Linked DNA regions of Sus scrofa: region 1 is linked to region 2. A link is a contact called in public HiChIP or PLAC-seq data. All regions are on one chromosome and are shown on one strand. The core of a region is the stretch at or near the end of the contact, and the rest is flanking DNA. Distances in the headings are between cores, read along the strand shown.

Region 1 (4,842 bases), core at 899-3,398, 380 kb before region 2:
CTGCTCCATTACACACAACTTCTGCGGGAGGCAGGGGTCCTTGTCCACCAAACCGAGCTACGTGAGTCAGAGGACAGCTGCTCTTTCAAAGAGGAAGTGTGGAGAGGTGGGGCGGTCGTCTGGCACAGGCTGGATGAAGCCACCCTGGGGTACCATTCCTGCATCCCTCTGCGGGGCTCCCGGCTTCTCTGGAGGGAGGAAATGGGACCAAGTCCCAGGTACACACTTTGCAGTGACGAGCGGCCTCCACGCGGCAGCTCCCCACCCCGCCCCCCCAGCACTGAAGGAATCTCATCTCACTGCTGCCAGACTTGGAGCCACTTGGCAGCTGCCACATGGCAGCCATTTGTTCCCTGGCAGCCCTCGAGCGCGGCCCTGTCCCTCTCCCCAGGTGAGCCAGTCTTTTTTCCTGGCCACCAGGACCTGGTATTTCATCACCTTCTTGCCCAACTTGGCAGAAACCAGTAGGGTTCTCTCCCCTGCAAGGAAGCTGGTGAGAAAGGGAGTGGGCCGGCAAGGGGTGGCCCCGGGGCTGTGCACAGACCCAGGGCACCCTCACCTACCCCCAGGGTAGGGCAGGGTCTTCCCTGCAGGGGATAAGGTGTGGAAGCCCCCACCCCTCCCCACCCCACCCTCAGATCTGCTCTGGGGCTTATCAGGAAGGGTGGGAGCGGCCCCCACACCATACCTTGGCTGAGGAATTTAGAACCAGCAAAGGAGGCTACTGCTACCAGAAAGCAGGATTTCAGTCCAAGTGTCAGCCGTCTAGGGTTTGTCTAACGCAGGTCTTTCGGAGTGTCCTTTCTCTCATAACTGGGCAGGGGGTCAGCCATCTGGGGCATAAACTCTGGACCAGGAGAGGCGTTAGGCACTTGACTTGTATGTAAGCCCTCCTCGCATCAGAGAGGGCAACGACTGGGGATCTGCTGGCTGTGACGCGGCTCCTCAGGCGCTCAGCCAGGACCCTAGCCCAGGTTGTCTGATGCGTGTACGCCCCGTGCCGCAAGGAGCACCCCGGAAGAGGTGTTCGGAAAAGGGCGCTGAGCAATGAGAGGGTTAGGAAACCCAGTGGGGGAGACGAGAAACGGTTGAAGGCCGGGCGCGTGGAATAAGGAGAGAGGTTTGGGGGGAAGCAGAAGGAAGCGGGTCTGGAGCCCCAAGATTCCATATCCCGGAGCTCTGAGCAACTAGAGCTGCCCTCTGACGGAATGATGCCTTGTGGGTGATGACCTTGCTGCGTCTGGAAACAGTCAAGAGGCTGGATTACACCACACAGCCCGGCAGTGGGTGAGACCACAGGACAAGGTCCTTCCGACGTCCAGGTTAGAAGTACCTGAAAGGACCGTCCCTCTGTCATCCTACTGGGCGACTCAGGGATGCGCTGGGAGGAGGAACCTACAGCAGAGCTTCAAGAGCATGGGGCGAGGCGTCTTCCACCTTGGCCTGGAAACCCAGCTCGCCCCCAGCTTTAGGTCTACGAGCCTCGGTTCTCTCATCTGGAAAATGAGCAATCAGTCAAGGGGGTACGCGTGAACACCCTTTACAAACAGCACGGCACCCACAGTACATGAGCTACGGATGTGACACCGCTCGCCCCCAGCATTCCAGCTCAGCAGGCCCCTGGGCTGGCTCCCCCACAGCTGCCCACAGCCTCCCCTGCAGGATCGCCAATGCCTGGAGGGCAGGGCCCCGTTTGCAGATCTCAAAAAAAATTTTTGCTCCAGCCCCTAAGTGTAACAATGAAATATAAATATAATTTAGCTTATCACAAATGCAATCCCATCGACAATCAGGAGTGAAACAGCTGCTGCCAGCTCGCAGGGCTGTAAGGCCGGCAGGAAATAAAACGCCTCCGGCTTCAGAACGTCGCTGAAACAAATCCTGGTGAGCTTCCCCTGTGCTTCATCAAGGAAGTCTGCGCTGCTGGCCCCCCACGGATGCTCGGCCCGCCCCACCTGCGCCGGCACCTCGTCCCCCAGCCCTAGAAGCTGGCCCCCAGCCCCCTGCCCCTGCCGCTCAGGCCAACCGGACAGCAGCCACTGGGCTGCTCTGCACACTCTGCTGACGGGGCCTCGGGGCCTGCGGTCACATTCGCAGCTCAGGGGAGGAAGCTGGGGGAAAGTTCAGGAGCAGTTTGCAGGGAGTTTGAGGCAATATCCTGCTCCTCTTTCACAGGCCCTGAGGTCCCGGGGCGGCCTCGCAGACCGGCTCAGGCTCGGGAGAGGGTCACGCGGAAGAAACAGGCTTCTCTACTTTTGCCCTGAGGAGGAGCTGGATGCAGGCGACGCCCCCCCACCTCCCACCCCGGGGGGGGGGGGGGGGGCAGGTGCCTCACCTGAGATCTGGGCTGCACATTCTAAGAATTCAGGGTGGGTTCAGCACAACACTCCTTATAAAACCAAAATTACTCTGTGGAGGCTAAGAGGGCTGTTGGCAAAGCTTCTCCCTGCGCGCGGGGTGAGGAGACGGGCCGGTCGGGCAAAGGCAGTCGTCAGTCGGCGGGGCCGGGGCGCTCGGCGGCCACCACTGCCGGTCAGCTGAGCGTGACTCGGCGGCGGCGGCTGTGCCCCGCGATCAGGAGCTCCGAGCCCTGTCCCGGTGCCTCGAAACGGGCCACCATGTCTCTCCCTTGTGCTTCTAAGAAAAACAAAGACCCTGAGACAGAAGCGGCTGATACGTGTTTATCCCAAGCCAATCAACCAAAAACACCAGCAAGCTAAGGGCTTCTCTTCAAGGAAACTGAGCAAAACCTCAAAGCCGCTGCGGGGCAGGAGGGGGCCTGGGCGGCCGACCCCTCCCAGCCTCAGGAGCTGACCGGCAGAGGCCCCGGCCAGGAAAGCGGCGGATGGGCGGGCGGGGGGATGTCTGCGGCGCCCGGACCCTGGCTCAGGACAACTGCGCTCTCGGGCTGGCTAAGTGAAGGGACCCGAGGGCCGAGCCCCCAGCCCAGCAGGTCTGAAACACACACCCTGTCTGTCCTCCCAGGCTCTTCCCCACGATTCTGGCCTGCGAGCCCCACCATGAGAAACAGGCACAGGAAGGCCAGGAGGAGATCAACCCCCAGGTGGGCGGGGCCCCCCCCTCGGTGAGAACTCAGACCCCCGCCGTCTCCAGAAGGGGACACGCCAGGGAGAAATCAGGGCGGGGACCTGGGAGCACAGAGATTTGGAAAGGCCAGGCCCGCCGGCTGCTCAGGTGGCGTCCTCTCCAAGCTCAGGGCCAAGCTGAGGGTCTCTCCGGCACCCCTTCCCTCGCCTTGGCCGCCTGTGATAAAGGCCCCTCGTGCCGTTCAGACAGAACATCCCTGCTCCCCCTTTATCTTCCCTTAACAGTTTGCCATCCAGTGACAGGAGGGGCCTCGCCTCCAACAGTCCGGCCTTTTATCTCCCGCTGCCCTGACCGCGCCACAAGGCGCAGCCAGGGGCTGGATTTCCTGCAGCTCGCCTAGAGGGGCTGTTTGACTTCTTTAAAATACGACCGGCCTCCGAAACCTTGGAACCGTGCCGAGCAACACCCAGCCAGCATCCATTTCGGCTCCAGCTTTCAAAGCCTCCGAGGGCAGTGTCCCAGCCCTCCCGGTGCTCCGCGTGGGAGAGGCTGGCCGCTTCCAAGGAGGACTCGCTTTCCCGGCTCTCGGATGTATTTGCTTTCTGTCTGTGGCAAACCTAAGAGTTCTCGTCATCAAAGTCCAGAAACCCCAGAAGTGAGTTACAGTAGCTCAATTAAATTCTGAGTTCACACTGCTATTATGAAAATAATTCAGTAGCATTTAATCACATCCCTTAACCACTGGAGCGCAGGCAGCACACCGCGTGCTTCCTCGCCTGATAAACAACTGGCCCAGGACACACGGGACCCTGGGTGTGCTCAGTGAGGACAGGCCATGGTCTCTGCCGTCCTTCCCAGGCCTAAGTCAGCCCCACTGCGATGCCTGGGTGTCCTCCACCTGCCTCACCACAAGCCTTCCTGTGAACATCCTCGACCAGGAAAAGCCGCCAACTCTGCCTCTTAACCGGTCGGGGAAGGGGGGGGCGCAGGGGGTGCTGGGTGCGGCTGATGGGACAGGATGCCCAGAGGGCGCCTAGAGGACCCTGCCGCTCTGCATTCAAGGCCGGGACTTCTATTTTCCTGGCATCACAGCAGCAGATGCAAAGTTAATAGGTTCTGAGAATGGTAAGCTCAGATGTTTCAAACGGTCCCCCAGCATTCCTTTCTGGGGTGTGAGGAACCCTCTTTTCCAAAGGCAATTAAAGAACAGAAAAGCTTCCTGGACTAAGCAGACACCCTACAGCCCCTCACAATCCCAGGGGGCCGAGGGCCAGGTGGGAGCAAGGCGATGGTGTGAGGAAACGAGCAAGGCCGAGGAGCAAACGGTGGCAAGTGCAGGGCAGAAGCCAGGTTATGCGTGAAACCCACACGCCCACCCTGTGCCAGCACTTCAATGCGGAGCTGGTACTTTCGGAATCTTCGGGAACCCTGCCCTCTGTGCGGGCCCCTCTCCCATGGCCACAGGACTGGGCCGTGCCACTGGCCCGTCTGAGGACAGGAGCCAGAGAACCGGTTCAGCCCCACCAGCCAAACAGCAAGTGCTCGGCATCCTCAATTTCCTCCCAGCCACGAAGTCAGGAACAACCTGTACAGACAAGGAAAACAGAAAACTTACGAAACAACGGCATCTGCCGAGCTCCCTGAATGCGCCCCAGGAAACTTTTTCAAAGCCCTGTAAGATGCTTCATTACAATTCTGGAAAGAAAGTGCAGTCCACGGCACCCAGGCACACACATGTTCACACAAACCCAATTTCATGCTCTGCCAGCCCCAACGAAAAACTCAGAAGGCAAA
Region 2 (4,679 bases), core at 1,743-4,242:
CAGGCGTAGCCCCGCAGAGGAGGAAGCAGGCACAGGAGCAGGTCCAAGAACGTGTCAGCCAGGCTGATGGGGAGTCCCAATGCCAAGGCTGTTCTTTAGAGGAACCCACACCTCTCAGAGGCACGGACCACGCCCCCCACCCCCACCCCACCCCCAGGATGAGACCCTCTGATGCCTTGGTTATGAAATGGGCTGATTCTTCTTTATTGTACAGGGAGCTGAAGCCATCAAAGGAGGCTAAACCCGAGAATGTGCCCCGTTAGGAAGGCAGGAACATGCCACCCCCCTTCCTGGCAAGGGGCACAAAGCCACCCCCAGATTTTTCCCCCAGGAGGGCCTGACACGGCCCCTGAAACAGTCTCGGGGCAGCATAGCAAGGGTCCCTGACATGCCATCTAATTCCCAAGCAGGACCTGGGCGCCGCCCGGCTCCCGTCCCACCGGCTTTGTCTCTTCTAAGACAACCCGAGGGCCTAGGCGCTGGTAGTCGTGTTTAATGAGCACGGTCTGTAACTTCCAGGTATTCTGTGGGGATGGGGTTTGTGTCCAAACAGCGCAGAGCGAGACCTCAGGTCACTGGGAGGAGGCTCATTTCCTTGGGTTCTTTGCCAGCTTTTGATTTAGGGAAGTTGAGGGTGGAGGCTCCGGTTGCCATGGTGAGGAGAGGACGGCGGCCGGCTGGGGGCACGCGGGGGGAGAGGGTGGGGGCGTGGGAAGGGCAGGTGCCTCTCGGAGGGCCCCGCAGGGTCTCAGCTCCGTGGTCTCAGCTCCGTGTCCACCAAATTCGGGCTGGGAGACGCTGGGTTCTGGGCTTCACCCCGAAGGCGCCTGCCCTTAGGAGTAGAGTGACGACGCAGGGAGGGGAGAACGTGTGCCTCTGTCCCTGCTTTTCTCTCTCGCTCCTGGCTCGTGAGACCAGCCTCGGGCCGCTGTGGGCGGAATGGGAGTGGATGCCCTGGCAAAGCAGCCCTGCGGCTTCTCCTGGGACCACGCTCATGTACACGCAGGGCACTCACAGGCACACGCGTGCAAAACCACGTGCACACGCGCACACACACATAAAAGCGCACATATTCACAAGCAGGCATACACACGTGGACACCCATTCGCGCACACACACGCACACACACACACACACACACACACACTGTTTTCAGCACTGTTCACTGAAAGGAAGTGCAAGGAGCCTGCAGGCACCTCTGTGGCCGGCCACGCTCTGGGCCGGGAGCCGTGTAGGGAGCTCCCAGCTGACACACGACCCAGTGTCTCATCACAACACCATCTTCTCAAGGTTTTATTTCAACATATGCTTTTCTTTCCGACCCAAGGGGAGGAAGGGGGCACATTTTCTTCCTCCTCCCCCCGTCACTGTCACGCGTACATTTCTCTATGTAATTCCTATTCTATTCCTGTTTTCTATTTCTTTTCTGTTTCTATTTCCTTGGCATCAAGGCAAGAGGATTCTCATTGTTCTCAGGCGTGTAGACGTCCGCCCCAGGCCTTGAAAGAGACGCCCACTTGCCTTTGGACAGAGAACGCGCTTATTCCAACCTCAGTTCATCTTTCTCAGTTCATCTTTCACGGGCCCCTCTCTTGGAGTAGCTGTAAGAGAGCTTGATGGTGTTGGTTATAACTTGGCGTTTCTGGAGTTCCTGCCATGGGGCCGTGGGTTAAGCATCCGACTGCAGCAGCTCGATCCCCAGCCCGGCGCAGTGGGTAAAGGGTCCGGCATTGCCACAGCTGTGGCGTAAGTCGCAGCTGCATCTGGGATGCGATCCCTGGCCTGGATATCTGTTACACGCTGTGTGTCTACCAAAATAAGATTTTGTTGGGATTCCCGGGTGTCGAAATATGTTCACAGAAGACTTATCACCATCATCAGAGGCTTAAACGCTTGGTCTCCAAGCGCAAGTTCAAGGAGCTCCTGCACAGCTGCTGTCAGTGGCAAGGCGGTCTTGCCCCGTGGGGGTGACCCTCCTGTCCTGAGGTCCCTGCCCTCCAGGGCTGGTCACGCGCTGCATCTACACACCGCCCGTCGGGATTCTCTGGGCTGCGCATGCGACCCATCCCAGTGGAGATGCTGCCAAACTCCCGTCTTGGTTCCCCTGCGCCCTGGTGCGGGACGCCTCCGGGCCCTTCCCCAGACTCTGCTGTCCTCAGCCTCGAGATGAGGGCCGGGGAGGCTGGGCCGGGGCCAAAGAACAAATGCTCCTGCCTCTCGTCCCCCAGCAGATTCTTTTCAGGACCTCCCCCATGGCATATGGAGGTTCCCAGGCTAGTGGTCTAATTGGAGCTGCAGCTGCTGGTCTACACCATAGCCACAGCAACACGGGATCCGAGCTGCATCTGCAATTTACACTGCAGCTCATGGCACCGCCGGATCCCCAACCCACTGGGTGAGGCCAGGGATTGAACCTGATTCCTCATGAATACTAGTCAGGTTCATTACCGCTGAGCCACAGTGGGAACTCCCTCAGGCAGATTCTGAGTCTCAGGCTGTACGCTTCTCCAAGAGCCGAGCGAGATCTCCTTCCAGGTTGCTGGTCTGGTGGCCAACGTGGTGACACGTCCCTGTGCTGACTCTTCCTGCTCCCTCAGTCTCACTCCCTGAGAAATCCAGGCTCACAGGGTCTCCTACCCGGGCCTTGGCCTGAGGCCCCAGAGAGGAGTGGGAGGGGTGGTCCCGGTGGGGAGGGGGCAGCGGCCCAGGGGCAGGGAGCTCTGGTTTGGGAACAGCGGGGGCATAAACCGCTCACAGGCCACGGCGGGGAGAGAGAATATGAGACAGAGCCTTCTGCGCTGTGTCTCTAAATGGCCTGGAGTTTGGCGCGCTTGGCTCTTAGGGGTGCGGTTTACTGAGTGGCCAGGCTGGAGGTCACCCGCTAAGTGCCTTAGTGGTGTTTAGTCACCCCGCTGTTCCACCCTTTGGAGAGGCCTAAGCAGCCACAGTGTCCAAGGCCTTAGTCCTCTGAACACACAGAGAAGGCGAGGCTGCTGTTCTCAGCGTGGAGACGGGAGACCGAAGGGAATGATTCATTGATCTCCCGGAGCATCGCTGCTGAGCTGGGCGTGCCCTTTGGGCTTCCTGCCCACGGGGGCCAGCCCCACCCCTGCCAGGAACCAGCCCAGGGAGGAAGTGTGTGGGATTCCTGGAAGGCAGGGGTTTGTGTCCACATGCTCCGTGCTGGGGCCTTTCACCTGGAGCCGGGAGGATGCTGTGGCGGGTGTGCCCTGGAGAGGGTGGGCAGAGCCTGTCTGAGCACCAGGCTGGGGACCCGCTGCGGCTTCGCTGACTCAGCCGGGAACTGAGCTTGCCCCTGCCCGGAAGAGTTGCTCTGTCTCCATCCGTGGATGCCAAAGGGCAGGGGGAGCTCATCTCTCTGCGGACTGGACTCATGCCGATGGGCTAGACTTCATTTATTTATTTATTTGCTTCTCAGGGCCACACCCGCGGCATACAGAAGTTCCCAGGCTAGGGGCTGAATCAGAGCTGCAGCTGAGGCCTACGCCACAGCCACAACAAGACCAGATCCAGCCGCGTCTGCAACCTACACCACAGCTCACGGCAACTCCAGATCCTTAATCCACTGATCGAGGCCAGGGATCGAACCTGCATCCTTGTGGTTCCTAGTTGGGTTCATAACTCATTGATCTATAATGGGAACTCCAAATGAACTACTCTTTAAAAGACAGTGACGTGTTAATTCCCTGGTGGCTCAGCGGGTTAAGGATCCAGCACTGTCACTGCTGTGGTTCAGGTTGCTGCTGTGGCACAGGTTCAATGCCCGGCCCAGAATTTCCTCATGCCACAGGTGCGACCAAAATAAGCAAGTAGATGACTAAGTAAGCGAATAAATAAATCAACCGAAGATAGTGAGTATCACAAAAAAGAAGCAACCTCATTGGTGTTCCTGTTGGGGCTCAGGGGATTCTTAACCGGACGCAGTTTCTGTGAGGATGTGGGTTTGATCCCTGGCCCCGTTCAGTGGGTTAAGGATCCAGGGTTGTTGGAAAGCTTTGGCATATGTTGCAGATGTGGCTCAGATCTGCCGTGGCTGTGGCTGTGGCTGTGGTGTAGGCCAGCAGCTGCAGCTCTGATTTGACCCCGAGCCTAGGAACTTCCATATGTTGCAGGTAGAGCCCTTAAAAATTTTTTTTAAAATGCTTCTTTTCCAGTTCTTCAAAGAGTGGCCATAAAATAAAATAAAATAAAATAAAATAAAATAAGCAGCCTCGTGATGTAGAGAACAAAGCAGTAATTACCAGGGGGAGGGGGAGGGGCAACACGGGGCGGGGGGGCTGTGGGAGGTACCAGCTGCTGGGAGTTAGACGGGCTGCAAGGACCTTGTGTACCACACAGGGAATAGAGCCAATGTTTTGTGATAACTGTACATTGAGTGTTGCCTTTAAAAATCCTACAAAAACACTCTTTCTTTATACAAAAAATCCCCCAAATGCCCCCAATCTTTAGCTGCTATATTTTATGTGTTGGCGAAAAAAGTACATTTTATAGGAGAAATAGTCCCTTACAGGAAGCTGTGAAATACAGACAAAAACACGCTTTCATTTTCTCTGTCCCCCCCCTTTCTTTTTTGGTCTTTTTTTAGGGCTGCACCTGTGGCATATGGAGGTTCCCAGGCTAGGGGTTGAATCAGAGCTGTAGCCGCCAGCCTACCCCAC

Evidence for each region. HiChIP or PLAC-seq counts read pairs in DNA pulled down with a chosen protein or histone mark.
Region 1: an H3K27ac HiChIP or PLAC-seq map of alveolar macrophages shows a contact between it and region 2. The contact joins two enhancer-like sites. A contact is called at or near these places in 2 of 2 datasets of contacts at active chromatin or transcription factors (alveolar macrophages and skeletal muscle).

What each region holds. Positions count from the first base shown.
Region 1 is chr7:4,562,892-4,567,733 of Sscrofa11.1, reverse strand. All of the region lies in intron 1 of RREB1 (ras-responsive element-binding protein 1), which reads right to left. Among named protein-coding and RNA genes, the nearest start is that of RREB1, 53 kb to the right of the region's middle. Within about 2 kb of position 2,148, at least 32 of the 83 cell types and tissues checked have an H3K27ac peak or open chromatin away from gene starts, as enhancers often do. A contact at or near this core is called in alveolar macrophages, where this site is marked.
Region 2 is chr7:4,182,389-4,187,067 of Sscrofa11.1, reverse strand. No RefSeq gene overlaps it. Among named protein-coding and RNA genes, the nearest start is that of LY86, 77 kb to the right of the region's middle. Within about 2 kb of position 2,992, at least 17 of the 83 cell types and tissues checked have an H3K27ac peak or open chromatin away from gene starts, as enhancers often do. A contact at or near this core is called in alveolar macrophages, where this site is marked.